2 separate regions of the Canis lupus genome follow, and region 1 is linked to region 2. Evidence: chromatin contacts called from public Hi-C data. All regions are on one chromosome and are shown on one strand. The core of a region is the stretch at or near the end of the contact, and the rest is flanking DNA. Distances in the headings are between cores, read along the strand shown. Region 1 holds the start of TOMM40 (mitochondrial import receptor subunit TOM40 homolog). Region 2 overlaps LOC476436 (CLK4-associating serine/arginine rich protein).

Region 1 (5,158 bases), core at 1,356-3,855, 120 kb before region 2:
CAAGGGGGCAGACCGGGATTCTGTATCGTGCACAGGAGATGACCTTGGGCTCTTTTTCCTTTCCTGTCCCTAGGATATGCCTCGATATCATGAGTTGCCCACCCTGGAAGAGCGGTCAGGGCCTCTGCTCCTGGGGGCCACAGGCCTTGGGCCCCCCATGCTGGTGTCTCCGGGGCCACCTGCTATGGAAGGGGTTTCCCTAGACTTGGAAGATGAGGAGGAGGAGGAAGACTATATAGATAAGATCAGCCCCATCTATGATGCCCTGTCCTACTCCAGCCCCTCTGATTCCTACCAGAGCAAAGGCTTTGTCATGTCCCGAGCCATGTATGTGTGAGCTGCGATGGCTCTAGCCTCTCAGCTCTCACTTTTTGATCCTTCAACTCTCTGCCAGGGATCTAGTGCCCCCTGACCTCTGGCCAGGCCACCGTCAGTTAACAGACAAAAAAAAAAAAACAACAAAATGTGTCTCATCTGTGACTTCTACCTTGGTGACTCCACTATGACCTCTAATCCATGATCTCTGACCCAGAGAAACCAGCCATGACAACAGAAACCTGATAACCATATCTCACGTGAGGGTGGAGTATGTTCCTGCACAACATCTGATCCAAGGATTCCTAAAGATCTGTGATCTTTAGATCATACCTCTCATGTGCCGTCATCTCCGGACTCCCCCCAAATCCCCCCAAAGACCCCAAACCTCCAAGTTGTCCTCAGGCAGTAAAATCTCAATAGTTCTGCTGGGGTAGGTGTTGGGGGTACCCTGCTGCTCAGACCTGAGCCCTCCAGGCAGCAGAGCCCCCTCCTCACCCTGTCTGTTCCCCAAAGGCAAGAGGGAAGGGATACCCCAGCCTGAGGCAGAGCTTCCCCATCTTCTCCCTCCTGCAGGCAGGAGTCTCAGGGTCCAGACCCTTCCCTGAGCCCCCACTACCCCAATTCCTGTCTACAGGGAATTAAGCCCTAGCCCAGGATGAGAAGGGGTAAGCCTCATGCAGTATGCCTTGCCGGCCCCAGCCCTGGAGGAAGAATTTGCTGTTACTTTGAAGACTACTGAGTCCTTTTACTCCTGCCCTGTGGGATGCAACCCAAACATCTCGCGGGGGGGGGGGGGGGGGGTTGGAGGCTGGGGACACAATACTCTTTTGTAATATAGCATTTCCTACAAAAAACTGAGTTTATACTTTGACCGGATGTCAACTTGTGTGTTCTGTGGGATGTGAAGGGGGTGGGGGTGGGGACACGATGGGAGACCAATCGGGCGTCTGGAGCTGTAGGAAATCGGCAGGCTAGAAGCCAAGGTGGGTTACAGGCAAAAAGCAAAAGGGCCAAAGATATTTTTTTTAAATTAAGTGAGGGGATAATGAATTAAAAATTCATAAACCAAAAACAATGATGGATAATGGAAGGAAAGGGGGAGGAGTCCAGGGCACGGTGGTTAATGACAAGGAACGACAGTCGAATGGGCAATGGACGGAAATAAACGGAACAGAGACCGAAATGGCAGTAATTCAGGCTGCAGGACTCCGGTTTAAAGGATAAATGGCAAGTAAGGTGAGACCAAAAGCAAAATTGCGAATAATAGGAGCTCGGGGCATTGTGGGTAATGGAACTGAATGAATGAGCCAAAGGCAGAGGGATAATAGAGGAATAGGGCCGGCAGGCATGATGGGTAGTGGACCCAAGAACGCGACGGCTAATTAAAGAAGCGCTAGAAGGATGATGGAAGCAAACAGGCAGAAACCGGCTAAAGGTAGTGCAGGAAATGAAGCCGAAATGAATGGGGCAGAGGCATGCTGGGTAATGGGACGGCAATGAATGGGCCAAAGATAGAAGCCGCAGTGACGCAAGGGGGGGCGGGGAACAGAAGGCATGATGGGTAACAAAAGGGGTGGGTCTACGGCAACTGTCGCGTTAAACACCTAAGGGGCATTGTGGGTAAGAAGCAGCCTGACTGGGTTCACATAACCGGTTAGGATTCTCCCGAGGCACTGTGGGAAGGGCCAGCACTTCCGGTTTTCGGTCGCCGGCTCTGGACTCCGGCGCTGCCCCGCTGCCGCGGTGCCTGGTGGGACTAGAGGCCTGACCTTGCTGCCTAGCAGCCTCTGCCGCGCAACGCACCTTTACCCGTGTCCCTCGACCCTGGCACGTTAGCCAATGAACGTACCAGACCGATTACGTCACCAGGATCGGCCTCCTGTACCCACGAGAGCCAATCAGGATGCTTCGAGGGCCAAAGCCGGCCAGTTACAGTGGCAATTTCGCCGCGGGGCGGAGTCGAAAGAAGGGCGCCCTCTGGAAAGGGGCGGAGGCGGCGAGTCAGTGGGCGTTTCAAAGTACGCAGCGCAGACCAATGGCAGCCGAACACCGGAACCCGCGGCGTTGCGAGCCAATAGATGCGGTCTCCGCGGGCCAATGGGAGAGGCGGGGGTGTGTGCCTTGACCTGCCTGTGAGTGGGAGCCAATAGAAAAGGACGTCCCAAAGAGGTGGGTGGGACTCCCAGCCCTGACTCCAATTGCACGGCCAGGCCTTGAAGCTGGTGGGCGGATCCCAGGGCATGCTGAACCAATGGGCTAGGTGGGGCGGGGCGACGGTGCTGGCGGCGGCGGCAGCGGGTTCGGTTGCGCGTGGCGCACGGGGTGGGAGCGGAGCCCAGGCCGGGTGCAGGCGCCGCCGCCAGTGAGAACCGGGGCCCGGAGCAGAGCGGGGTTTGGCTGGGACTGGACCCCGAGCGCACGGGCCCTGACCTTCGCCCTCTGACCTTTCCCCTTGCAGGCGACCATGGGGAACGTCTTGGCCGCTAGCTCGCCGCCCGCAGGGCCGCCGCCGCCGCCTGCGCCCGCCCTCGTGGGACTGCCGCCGCCTCCGCCCTCTCCTCCCGGCTTCACGCTGCCGCCGCTCGGGGGCGGTCTGGGCGCTGGGGCCGGTGCGGGTCGAGGTTCGGAACGGACCCCCGGTGCTGCCGCCGGCAGCGCCGCAGGGACCGCGGACGATGGGGCCTGCGGCTGCCTGCCCAACCCGGGCACGTTCGAGGAGTGCCACCGGAAGTGCAAGGGTGAGGGGCGACGGACCCGGCGGGGGTGTGAGGGCCCGGATCTCGGGGGGAGGGGGGGCGCTCCGAGGACCTTGGGAATTGGCACCGACCATTGGAAACATTTAACAGAGCGTTAGGAGTTGACGTTAGGATCGAATGGTGGAACATTGGACTTGGGGCATAGAACGATGGGATCGAATGGTGGAACCTCGGGACGAAATGCCAGAGCGGTGGAGAAAAGGCTTAGGGAGCTCAAGGAGCCCCGGGGTTCCGTCAGGCCAGCCTTCTTACGTGATCGGGAAGGAAACTGAGGCCCAAGGTCACAGTGTCAACAAGGGTCCAGTGGGGGTGGAACCCAAGTCTTCTGGAACTGGGCTTGGACGAGTTAGGATAGCAAAAGTGGCGCTGACTGACTGGCATTCAGTGTACGTTAGTTAATTCATTAAATCCCTGCAATGTCTCCACGTGGTGAGCTTACAGATGACATCTTACAGGTGACAAGCTTGACAGAGACTTAAAGTGACTTGCCTTGGGTCACATGGGTAGTAAACAGTGGCACTGGGATTTGGGTGCAGGCAAAGAAAGGCCTGGTCCTGGCCCCTGATTTGGTTAGACTGGCTCTTTATTGGTTGGGGTACTTTTGTGATGCTGTGCTTGTGGGTGGGAGAGCTGGGATGGTAGGGAAGGAAGGGATGAGAGTCGGTGTGTTTGCGTAGGGGTGTGTGTATGTGTGTGGAGGGTGACAGCGAGTCTCTTCTTCAGAGCTATTTCCCATTCAGATGGAAGGTGTCAAGCTCACAGTCAACAAAGGGTTGAGTAACCATTTCCAGGTGAGCCTTCCTGGTGCCCTTACTCCCCTGAGGTCATCCCAACCATCCCCCTGCACCTACACATGCAACCCCCTCGCTCCCCCCTAAAGGGCTAGGCTCCTTGGCACCTGAAAAGACTCAGAGACACAGTGCCAGGCTGACTGCTCATTGGGTCCCAGTGGAAGTGTTTAGGGACCCAGAACCCGGGGACGCCCCACCACCCTTAACATCCAGGCAGGAGTGAAGGACCGGGTACGTAGTCGCATCTCCAGCTTGTCTTTTCTCTGGGCGTCTAAGTAGTCAGGCCGAACCTCCCAGTCCCCATCCCCTGCCCTAACCCAGAGCCGCTCGTCTTTTCCTCCATGGTGGGGAAGCCAGACTGGCAAGTATCCCATCCCAGGCTGGAAGGGAGCTTTGCTGGGGGTAGGTTCGGCTGGGTTTATTGGGGAGGGGGTGGCCTACGGGCTTATCCCTGCGGCCTTCCATGTTCTCCCAGGTGAACCACACAGTAGCCCTCAGCACAGTTGGGGAGTCCAACTACCACTTCGGGGTCACGTATGTGGGAACAAAGCAGCTGAGTCCTACAGAGGTGAGGTTCCTTTTGTCTTTTCATTGTATCTTTTTTCTAACCAGCATGTAGCCAAGTATCCTGCAAAGAAGGCTCTGTCAGTAGGAGGCCTGAGCTGCCCAGGGAGCTCAGAGGGTCTTGGCAGGTGGGGGGACTGCCTCTCCAAGGTGCTTTGGAATATGGTCCCTCCTTCATCCCATTTGGCCCTGCCCTCGGCCAGCCCTGTGCTGGCTTGGGGTCACCAGATTGTGAGGACCCAGAGTAGGCAGGGCTGAACTGGAGATCATACAGGGCCTTGAATGCCAAACAAGGCATTTGAACTTGCTCTAGGGGGCAGTGGAGAGCCACGGAAATATTTGGACTGGGAAAGACATGGTCAGGTTTAGGCTTTAGGGCTGTCCCTCAGGCAGCCATGCAGAGGCAGAGTTGAAGGAATGGGGGTGAAACTAGAGGCCTGGTAGGAGGCTGGGCAAGATGCAGGTGGAGGTGAGGGCCTGAATTAGGTCTCTACTTCTATCAGCTGTTGCCATTCAGTAAATTCATTTATTCAGCATATCTTCATTGTACTGCATTCGGTGCCCAGCCCTGTGCTGGATGGTGCTGGGGACAGAGCAGTGACTGAAATGGCCACAGAATTCACAGTCTAGTAGAAAAAGAGAACAGACCTGTCCCCAGAGAGTGACAGTCCGAGGTAGGCAGGACTGAAATGCCAGGGGTGGGGGATGGGTGCAGCCCAGAGGGACACC
Region 2 (5,407 bases), core at 1,840-4,339:
TTGGAGGTCTTGGGAATGGGTGGGGCCATGGCCACAGGCTCAGATGAAACGGGAAGTAGGTTGCCACAGGGGATGTTTCAAGACGACAGGGGCTTAGCAAGTGGCCTCTAGAACCTGGTTCGAGTTTTCCACTTGTGCTTGGTTCTGAGAAATAGGGCCCCAGTTCCCAGGGTCCCATTCAGGCCCCTCTTGAGGCCAGGAGCTTGAATGTGGATTCAGGGGGATGAGGGACATAAGAGACTGAGAAGTGGGGGTTGAGGGTGGGGCCCTGGAATATCACTGAGAGCTGAGGTGACAGGGAATGGGTGTGGGCCCTGGGGACCCTAAACTCGTTGCTCCCCATTTCAGGATGCCCTGGCAGGGGGACACCAACAACATGATTGACCGCTTCGATGTCCGTGCCCACCTTGATCACATCCCCGACTACACCCCGCCGCTGCTCACCACCATGTAAGCTGCGCCCCTGACGCTTGCCAGGCAGAGAGTCTGAGCCTTACTCCCCCCTCTTTCCCAAGCCCTTGCCTGCCTGTCACTTTCCTGGGAAGGAGGAGGTATGCCAGTGGGGAGCTTCCCAGCCTGAACCAGACTCCTCATCCCCTGCTCCTGCTGGCTTGGGGTGTGGCCTACCCTCTTCCTCTGATCTCAAGGCCTTGACCTCCCCCAAAGCTCCCCAGAACAGGAGTCAGACGAGCGGAAATGTAACTACGAGCGCTACCGAGGCCTGGTGCAGAACGACTTTGCCGGCAGTGAGTGAGCTGGGGCATGGCGGGTGGGTAGGGAGGCCGTGGACACAGGAAGACCACTTTCACTCCAGTGCTTTCAACTACAGGACCTGGGGTTTGCTCCCAGCTCTTTCTTCTGAGGCCTCTGTCTTTGGACCCAGTACAGGCAATGTCTCCTGAGCAAGATAGTCCTGCCGAGGTCACTTTCATATCCCACACCCTCTGCCTTTCTGATCTTTGTCCTAAAAAATTTGGGAAAATAGCAAGAATGCATCATATCCCTCTGTGTGTTTCTGCCAGTTTGTTTGGGTCAGAATGTAACTTTTGAAGAGGAAATTTCTTTCAAGAATTTTCTAAGAATATTTACACAAAGTTTGACAATCTGCCAATCCTTTGTATATATTGGTATCGTTCCTCTGAGCCATCACCATGCTGCTTCACAAATAAAACGGAGACTCAGGGTTTTCCCCATTCTGGGCTTGCCCGGGGAGGTTTGGACTCTGACAAACTTGGATCTTTTTGTCTGCATTCTATCTCATCACATCTGCACAACCATCTAGCAGTGGCATCCATTTTATAGACGAGGACGTTGAGGCTCAGGAGTTGGTGGGAACACCGTCCAAAAAGCTGGGATTCTCACCCTGCCCTTAACCACTGCTTCCTTCTGATGGTCAGCTCTGAGCCTTAGCTCCCCTCCTGAGAAGGACTGAGACCTCCCCTCTTAGGGTTTCCCTGTTGAGTTAGAAGGAGGACAGGCCACATGAGACCCTTAGCCTGGCCAGTCTCAATCTCCTCCCAGAGAAGGGTGGTGATGATGGTTTCTTTCCCCCAAGGTAGTTGTAAGAGCCCGGTGAGGGGTACATGAAGCCCTGGCACTGAGCCTGGTTCAGTCAGTCCTAGGTGTGGATTTGCTATTCTCTAATTTCTTTGTTTCTAAGATGGGTGTTTTAGCATCTCTAAAACCAAAGATTGCCAAAGTTCTAGCAATCAGTGAGGTGTTAGAATCAGGGAAATTTATCATCATTGATACTGTTGCTGCTTTTGCTTTCACCCAAGGCCAGGGGGTTCTTGGTGATAGAGCCAGAGTTTCCCTTCCTTTGGTCTGACCCTGCATTCGTGCATTGCGATAATTCCTGAGCACCTATGGTGTGGCAGGTGCTCCTCTGGGGTCAGGGTCTCGTGGGGGGGCGGGGAGCAACCACAATGTCCCCAAAGTGGGTGGTGATTGCAAACGAAGGTGGGGTTATAAACAGACAGTGCGCTGTTCTCTGAGGTGCTTGACAGAGGCTAGGGTTGGAGAAGGGTGGAGAGGAACTCTGGTGAGGAGAGGTTGGCTGGGATCTTTCGGGTGGATGGGGGCAGGCAGCCTGTATGGCTGGAGCAAGGAGAGTGAGGCAGCTTGTGTGAGACAGGCCAGCAAGGCCCTCTCCCAGGCTTTGTATACCATGATTGGGAACCAGGAAGGACATGGGGGTGGGGGTGGGGCTGCTGGAGCAAGGGACTGTGCTCCGTCACCTCTGGGTTCACTCAGCCCTCCAACTTGACTTTACAAATAGAAAAGCTGAGACCCACAGAGGGAAGGGGACTTGCCCAGGATCCCGCAGCCCGTCAGGGCCATGTGTTCAATTGCAGGGAAGATCAGAGAAGGCTCTGACACAATGCCGAGCTCCCCAAGTTAGGTGTTGTGGGTAAACAAGAGCTCAGATGGCTCCAAACACATGTAATTGAAACTGAGCCACAGAGAGGCACATGGTGGAGTGGCCCATGAAGTCCCAGTGACATCCAGTGGTCAGAAGTTTGTAGTTTTGAGGGGTCCAACCAAAGGCCTCCCTTGCAGGGATAATAGGAGCATTGCTCTAGTGCCAAGTGCTCACTCTGCCAGGGCAGCTGCTTTACAGAAAAGGAAACCAGGCAGAGAGAAGTTAAGCCCCTTTATGGTCTCATGGCGAGTCCTGCAGTTGCTGTGTCCTCCCCACACAGTTTGTGATTATCTGCACTCCAGCAACTCTGCCCCTGGCTGAACTTGGGTTGCACTCGTCTTCCTTCCTTCTGCATTCTTGTGTCCCTCACCCCCACTCTGACCCTTCTGTCTCGTACTCTGCTTCAGTCTCAGAGGAGCAGTGCCTGTACCAGATCTACATTGACGAGCTGTATGGAGGCCTCCAGAGACCCAGTGAGGATGAGAAGAAGAAGTGAGTTGGGGTCTGGGGGCATGGTGGCAGTGGGGGAGCCCGGAGGACTGTGAGCCCCACCAGGGCACGGCCTCATCTAGCTCATCCACCTCAGTTTTCTCAGAGTCAAGGCCAGTGTTGGGTACACAGTAAGCACTCAGTAAACACTTAGAGGAGGAAGTGGTGGCCTGTGTCGACCCAGGCGTGGGTGAGTCCTGCCTTTGAGGACTCCCTCTCTGACTTTTGTTGTGCTCCCCTGCCACAAGGGCTAGGAGGAGTCCTCTCTTCCTGCAGTGAATGGAGCTTGTAGGTGGTTCTGTGCCTGCCCTGTGTGTGTTCAGCAGCAGCAAGTGTCACTTCAGAGGGGGGCTTCTCAAGGCCATGTCCTTCAAGGAACAAGCTGTGGGGGGAGTTGGGGCCTTACCTGGAGCAGCTGGTGGGCAGTCTCCCTTCTGTCTTTGTGCCCTCTGCCGGGGTAGCCCTGTCTTCCTCCTGGGGCAGCTCTTGGCCCACCTGTCCCACAGCAGTCCAGGAGCCTGACTCCTTTCTTCCATCTGGAGTTTCCACAGATGCCATGGAAGCTTCTCAATGACTGATCCTTACCCATGATCCCACTTTCAGGATGAGGTTGGCACTCAAAGGGTGCTTGGGACTATTAACTAAATTAATTCAGCAACAGACATGCTTGAGGCTGCTCCCCTGTTATGGGCAGAGCTGGGTCACGTTGTTACCCAAGATAACTCTGGGTCCTGCCCTCGAGTCTGCTAACAGCAAGTGCTTAGAAGACAGAAGGGAGCCTGCCCCGCTGGGACCTCCCTGACCCCCAGTAGTCATGACCCAACAAGGGTGGGGCTGAGGAGCTCAGGATGGTGCATGACCCAGCCTAGGTAATGACTTCCTGGAGGCCTTGGAGCTGGAGCTTAGGGGAAGAGGGAAGGGCTGGTAGGAGGCAGGTGCAGAAGGTTCTAGGCTGGGGGACTGTGTGTGTGAGGGCCTGGAGGCAAGAGCACCCTTGGGAGGCTAGAGCTTGGGGAGTCAGTGTGCCCTCCCTCATGGCTTGGGATCTGGGCTGGACCCTGCCCGTGGCCCTCCTGGCTCATGGGCTCCCCCGTCCCAGGCTGGCAGAGAAGAAGGCTTCCATTGGCTACACCTATGAGGACAGTACCGTGGCTGAAGTAGAGAAGGTGGTGGAGAAGCCAGAGGAGGAGGAGTCACCAGCAGAGGAGGAGAGCAACTCGGACGAAGATGAGGTCATCCCCGACATCGGTGGGGTCCCCTCTCTGCCCTCTCCCACCCCGCAGTCCCTGGGCATCGTTTTCGTGTCTCGTTCCTCACCCTCTGTGGGACACCCCGCACTTACGAGCCCCATTTCTCCCGTCCCTGCTCCAGGGCACTCCAGCCTCTGCCGTCCTCCATGTCTTACTCACGTGCTCCTCTGTGTTGGCCTCCCTCTCTGTATTTCTCCTTTCTCATTTTAGGATACTACTTCTATGATATTGTCCCCACCTAGGTTCTGTTTCCGTTCTTTTCTACTTGGGTTAGCCTCTCTGTCTCCCTCTTTTTGTCTCTCCTCTGGAGAACATGTGTTCGTTCAGTCCAGAGCCATCCCTCACCTCCCCCCATCCAGACCCTGCCATTCACTGTTCCCTGCAAATACTGGTAGCTCCAGTTGTCTAACCTCATCCGCTCAGCCAGCTGCTGCTTATCACACATATGTGAGGCATCCATCCCCTTCTCAGAGTGCATCTAGCTCCTAAACACTTCTGACTCACCCAGATCTTCACCCCCCATCATCCGTCCCCATCGACACATGGTACATCACTCAGTCCACTGGTCTCGATCGTCCATCTCAGTGCTCATTTGGGTCCTCATGCATTGCATCTCCTCCCCACCCCCACCTAACGCCCCTTGCCGTTGGTTGCGCTCACCTCCGGCCAACCCTGTGCCAGCCTGGGGACGCCGAGATGAGCTGACTCGTTCCCTCCCTGCAGAGGCCTCCAGTGTGGTGGGCATCCCCTCGTGCCCCCATCTCTCAGGGCACTGCCCCCTCATCCCTGGTCTTCTCATTTGGCTTTGGCCCCTGACAGCCTTTCTCTTGGTGCAGACGTGGAGGTGGATGTGGACGAACTGAACCAGGAGCAGGTGGCAGATCTCAACAAGCAGGCCACGACCTATGGCATGGCCGATGGTGACTTTGTCAGGTGAGGCCTGCTGGCTGGTGCTCCTCCATTCTGGCCCAGTGTCCATCCTCACCCCTGTTGCTCACAGCTGCTTTATTCCTCGGTGCTGGTAGGCCCAGCCCCATGTGGGGGGGGGGGGGGGGCGGCGTGCGGCGGCTTCACATGCACAGGCTCCAGAGCATATGGGATGGTACTTTGACCAGGCTTTGCCTGTGTGGAAACTGAAGCTGCACCCAACTCCGTGTGACCTGCGGACCTCTGACCCCTAAAAGTTCCCCGGGTTCCTGGGCCTGGTGGACAGCACCCTCTGGTGGAGAGGAGGCTTCAGTCACTG

What was found. Hi-C and Micro-C count contacts between places; a contact is called where the count stands out from the background.
Region 1: a contact with region 2 is called in a Hi-C map of blood, with 2.6 times the contacts expected there. The contact joins the promoter of TOMM40 here to the enhancer-like site in region 2. A contact is called at or near these places in 3 of 9 Hi-C or Micro-C datasets (amygdala and blood).

What each region holds. Positions count from the first base shown.
Region 1 is chr1:111,247,176-111,252,333 of UU_Cfam_GSD_1.0, reverse strand. It overlaps TOMM40 (mitochondrial import receptor subunit TOM40 homolog), which reads left to right and starts at 2,605. Exons shown (of 10, transcript XM_038528617.1): 1 at 2,605-2,680; 2 at 2,777-3,056; 3 at 3,798-3,865; 4 at 4,341-4,433. The coding sequence starts at 2,783. It overlaps NECTIN2 (nectin-2), which reads left to right. Exons shown (of 9, transcript XM_038528618.1): 9 at 74-504. The coding sequence ends at 337.
Region 2 is chr1:111,131,038-111,136,444 of UU_Cfam_GSD_1.0, reverse strand. It overlaps LOC476436 (CLK4-associating serine/arginine rich protein), which reads left to right. Exons shown (of 21, transcript XM_038528603.1): 4 at 349-450; 5 at 667-746; 6 at 2,830-2,914; 7 at 4,011-4,159; 8 at 4,998-5,094. Among named protein-coding and RNA genes, the nearest start is that of GEMIN7, 15 kb to the right of the region's middle. Within about 2 kb of position 3,089, at least 1 of the 20 cell types and tissues checked has an H3K27ac peak or open chromatin away from gene starts, as enhancers often do. A contact at or near this core is called in blood, where this site is marked.